2 separate regions of the Gossypium hirsutum genome follow, and region 2 is linked to region 1. Evidence: chromatin contacts called from public Hi-C data. All regions are on one chromosome and are shown on one strand. Each heading gives the region's core, a stretch centred on a gene start, on an enhancer-like site or on the middle of the called end of the contact. The rest is flanking DNA. Distances are from core to core; before and after follow the strand shown. Region 1 holds the start of LOC107909784 (mitochondrial adenine nucleotide transporter ADNT1). Region 2 holds the start of LOC107909793 (putative anthocyanidin reductase).

The links. Hi-C and Micro-C count contacts between places; a contact is called where the count stands out from the background.
Region 2: a contact with region 1 is called in a Hi-C map of leaf, with 2.2 times the contacts expected there. The contact joins the promoter of LOC107909793 here to the promoter of LOC107909784 in region 1. A contact is called at or near these places in 4 of 34 Hi-C or Micro-C datasets (callus and leaf).

The regions. Positions count from the first base shown.
Region 1 is chrA11:9,455,106-9,457,805 of Gossypium_hirsutum_v2.1, reverse strand. It overlaps LOC107909784 (mitochondrial adenine nucleotide transporter ADNT1), which reads left to right and starts at 1,279. Exons shown (of 8, transcript XM_016837438.2): 1 at 1,279-1,698; 2 at 1,849-1,897; 3 at 2,002-2,165; 4 at 2,483-2,520. The coding sequence starts at 1,541.
Region 2 is chrA11:9,592,517-9,595,216 of Gossypium_hirsutum_v2.1, reverse strand. LOC107909793 (putative anthocyanidin reductase) reads right to left here and starts at 1,416. Exons shown (of 5, transcript XM_016837445.2): 1 at 1,156-1,416; 2 at 907-1,076. The coding sequence starts at 1,264.

The DNA.
Region 1 (2,700 bases), core at 30-2,529:
AACAGTGACCACATAACAAAGCAAATTTAAAATTAATGCAATTTAAGTTTTTTTTTGTAAGAAAAAAAAAATCCAAGATGAAATCATAGATGCTAAACAGTAACTTGGTGGCATTTGGTGCAACTGCTCTCCTAATCCTCTTCCTCGTGCCAATGACGCCATGAAGTCTGCAATCGCATTCCCTTCTCTGTAGAAATGCTGCACTAAAACCTTCCAATGTTGGCTAAGCATTTGCTGTAGTTCGCGCACCACTACTGCATTATGGTGCAGTTCCCCGTCATCGCCTTTTGGTAAGGTTGTCAACATCCAAAATAACCTTCGTTAATACGAGATTCCATGCAAGACGCAAACCAGCTTCAAGCACCAAGCAGTACCCAATAGTATTTTAAATTAAATATTATTAGAAATAAAATATTTATAATGACAATTTAAAAATAAATGCAAAGTAAGTTTATTTTTTGATTTTATATATTATGAGTTAATTAATTTAAATTTATAAAATACATTTTATTTCATCTTTTTCATAGTTATTATCTTATAATAAATTTAGATAATTTATTTAATTTAATCTAATTTTATTTTAAAATTAATAAATTAAATTTTATTGAGTTTAGTAGTGAAACCTAAAATATACAAATAATTTAAAATTTAAAATGGTCTGGTTCAACATAATATTAAATTAAACTCAAAAGAATAATTAAATACGAAATGATTGTAACAAAAAATGATTCAACCGGAAAATTCAACCTCAAAACTTAAATGATCCGAATCTAAAATTATTTGAACTTAAAATGTCTCAATTTAAATTGACGACTAAATATCAATTCAACTAATAGATCTAATATATTAAAAAATAATTTTTATTTTGAATATTTTCACGGAATGACGCTGAAATATAGTAAAACAATAAACCATTTTGAGACTCCTAAATTACCAATAACCAAAACCAACAACTTAGTGGACATACATTTTAAAACACTCAGCTCATTTTAGAGGGACATTTATCTTATATTTAATTTTTTTTAGTTCACATTATAATATTTAACCTCATCATCGCCACTATTTTTATATACAGTAAATCCAAGCGTTGCGACCCATCATAATAATGTGGCTTTAACACAGTTAACCCGTTTCTAATTAACGCAAACGCACCCCATTAGTCTTGCACGAATCTCACCGAACAAAAAGCACTATGTATGAGATGCCTCCACGTGACACACCAAATGCCTTTCTCCTTCCGCATAATAAAACTTCACCAAACCCACGCGCTGTTAATGCAACATTACCACACGCTCTCTAATAGTTGAGGTCTCACTTTCTCCAGCCGTCACCACCACACCTCTCTCACAAACTAACCAACACAAACACTAGGACACAAGGGCAACTGTGGAATGCGGAGCCTCTTTTTACTGTAAATCGCTTCACAGATCTGATTTTCTTGACCGCCGGATAATCCTTCTCGACTTTCCGACATACTTCGTTGGGCTTTTGTGGCGAGAGACGGACTTTCAAAGTTTTCTTTCCCTGTTTTTGTTTTTCCATGGCTTCAGAGGATGTGAAGACTAGCGAATCGGCTGTGTCCACGATCGTGAATCTGGCCGAGGAAGCAAAGCTCGCGAGAGAGGGTGTTAAGGCCCCTAGCTATGCTATTCTTAGCATCTGCAAGTCTCTCGCTGCTGGCGGCGTCGCCGGTGGAGTGTGAGCTCTCTCTATTTCTTTGACTCTTTGGACTTTTGGTTTGTGTCGGTGGAAAATGTCTCCCAAAACACTGATTTCACAACTTTTGGAGGAAAGTGAAAATGGGGAATGGAAATGGATCGCTTGTTTAATTTGTCTTTTTACATGCAGGTCACGAACTGCTGTTGCTCCTTTGGAACGTTTAAAAATCTTACTTCAGGTTTTTTTAAAAAAAAATTTATTTTCATTTTATTTGGATCAATGAAACTAAAATTTTGAATTCTTAATTGATTAACTTCTTTTTTTTTTGAAAAAAAAATGCAGGTTCAAAATCCACATAGTATTAAATACAATGGAACAATTCAAGGCTTGAAGTACATTTGGAGAACAGAAGGTTTTCGCGGATTATTCAAAGGCAATGGTACTAATTGTGCGCGCATTGTTCCAAACTCGGCGGTCAAGTTCTTCAGCTACGAGCAAGCTTCAAAGTAGGGCTCCTGAAAACTGTTCAATTTAACTTTATTTGTTGTTGTTGTTGGTCGACTAATTTGATTCTATTTCGAATCAGTCTGTTAATAGGTTATTGTTTTTAAGAACAATGTTACTTATTCCCAGCAATGTTAATGATCAGTGCATGCATGACCTTTGGGAAAAAAGCATATCTGCTAATACTATGCTTTAGGTTCCTCGAGGGTGCAAAGTTTTCTTTCCTTTGCACTGCTCCTACCTCACATTTTCAAGTTGTGAACTAAAGAAAACGTGTCTATTTCTCTGACTGATTGTTCCTTGTTATTGTTTGTGACAGGGGAATCCTATATCTGTATCAACAGCAAACTGGCAATGGTATGATCAATATTGCCATCGTCATTTTGCTGTTTGCTTTACACTGATAACATATGGAATTCAGTTATCTTTTAGGTTCATCAATTGATGCCTGCAGACATGGGAATGCTCTAGCTCAGATATTATCATGCCTGTCATGAAACTTATGTTAAGATGTCCTTAAAATAGCTCATATTATTC
Region 2 (2,700 bases), core at 167-2,666, 140 kb before region 1:
GCCTCAATACATTAGATCAAAGGGCAAAATGATCTTTTTGTTAAAAATTTCATCCATTTATATTGTTAAAAAGTGGTGTGGTTGATGAAATAACATATGTGATGAACATATTTTTAACAACAGAAATGAATAAAATTTTTAAAAGAATTACTAGTTTTTTCTTTAATTAACAAACAATGACTAGCTTATCCATTTTTTAGTGGAGGGGTAAAATGCAATCTAAACCTCCATGTAAAGTTGTCCATGGGTTGGGTTAGGCCCTAACAAAATTCTAGGCCCGATTGATAGGTTTGGGTTGGGCTGGGCCCAAAAAATGGACATAATTTTTTGCTCAAGCCCGACCTAGATAAAATGCTAAAACTCGGGACTGGCAAGCTTGCATCAAATTTCTTTATTTTATTTTTAACATAAAAAATTTAAAATATATCACTAAAATATGTGCAATTTAATAAGCAAATGTCTCTAAAGTAGTAGCAAAATTAATAATAAAATAAGAGCTATACAATATCCAAACAATAACATAATAATGGTAGCAACATAATAATAAAATAACAGTAAAATAATGAGAAAATATAAATAAAATAGTGAAAAAAATAACAGTTTTTTTTTACAAATTTGGGTCGGACCTGGGCCAAAAAATATTATCCGAGGCTCAGCACATTTTCAAAACATGCCTTCTTTTTTGATTAAGTGTATTTTTCGAATTAATAACTTTGCCCAAACCCTTCCACTCTTTACCTTTTTATAAGGTAATATTTAAATAAAGAAAATATAATTAATGAAATAGATTGATAAAATGATGCATTAAATATGAGAAAATGGACATAGTATCTTGTGGATCCATAAACGCCAGTTAAGATCTGTTATAAGCATATAATAATATAATAATAGAGTTGAAAGTGAAACCTGAGAATTCTGGGACAGGTGCTGCAATGGGGTGGCCATATGAACTACAAATTGACAACCTTCAATTGCTGCTTGAAACTCACTGGGATTGTATATATCAGCTTCACACAATCTTAACCTGGTTTCTGCATTTGGGAGGCTTTTAAGTAGCCCTACCTTATAAGCATCTCCTGCAAGTCGCACCATACAACTTAGATGCCACGAACAGACAGATGAACCAAAGACAGCAAAGAGAGAAGAAAAAGTAACCCAAATTCCTCGTAGTTGCGTGAACAATGTGTCCCTTTTCCAGGAGCCTCTTGACAAGCGAAGAACCTAGGTAACCGGCAGCACCAGTCACGCACACCTTACTCTCCATCCAATGCAGAGCTCTCTATGACCTTCTGGGATCTTAAATGAATAAGAGCAAATTGGGGAAAATGTAATATATGAGTAAGAGAGGAAGATTCCTTGTAGGCAACGGCTGAATGGGTTTGGCCCCCGTTCTATCGGAATTAGCTCTCAAACCTCACAACATTCTATGACATCTTCACACTATTGATATTATATCAATTAGGTCTTTTAGTTATTGAAATTATTAATTTAACCATTGAATGACACGTAAAATCTTATATGATATATTTTAAAATGAAAATTTTAAAGAAAAGTAAAATATTGCCACATAAGTTTTAACACCAAGAATGAAGTAAAACAAAAAGACAGAGAACTGTTGTTTTTGTTAGTGTAAAAATTTCGAAAATCTAAAAATCAAGATTTTTTTAACATTCATCCTTACAATAGTCATTTTAAAAAAAAATATTTTAAATTATAACATATAAGATTTAACATCTCTTTTAACAGTTAAATTAACAATTTTCATAACGAAAAGACATTATTAATAAAACATCGATAGTTTAAAAATGTAACTAGAGTATTTTAAAATTTAAGGACTAATTTAAAATAAGAGTCATAATTTAGGAATGTTTAATGCAATTAACTCTTAAATATTTATTTATTTATTTATTTTGATACCTATACATAATTGGGAAAAGCAAATCACTACCGGACGCACATGCACCACCAATATAAAATTCCTGCAGCATAGTCTCATAGCATGGGTATAGGATGAACACCATACACTAAATGTTAGAGTTTTTATAATTTTTTATTAATATTTAATTAATTTTTAAAATCTTCATTTTAATTTATAATTTTAATAAAAAATATTTCAAAATTTTACAATTAAATGGAGGCTCCATTTTTCCTGCATGTAACTTTTTTTTTAATGTTCACACATTTTCTTTCAACAAATAAAGAAAAACATTAAATTTAACATCTAAATAATTTATATTATTGCAAAATTTATTTTACAATTAATATCTTCTTGTTATGTAATAGGTTTTGTATCGAAATATTATTGTTGTATTAAAGATATTGTAACTAATTTTATTGTAACTGAAATATTTTTAAATAAATTGTTAGAACCCTTAATTGTTTTATGATGTGTTTAAACTAGCTTTGAAACTTAATTATCTTCAATTATTTCATGAACGGTTAAAATTTATGTTAAAATGAATGCTTGTTTCCGTCAAAGTTCTTTTAGGTTGACATTATTGACAATAAAAAGTCATAAATTTCTTTAATCAAACCAACAACACCCTAAATGTGGGGAAAGCTTATTTTCTTGTTGGCTTATGTTTTCTTTAGATTATTCTTCAAAGTTTGTTTGTTGATAATTTCTGGTGAAAAAAACCAAGATAAGGTATTATCTTGGTGTTGCAAAATGTGATGACCAAGCCTATATATTGGCAATTT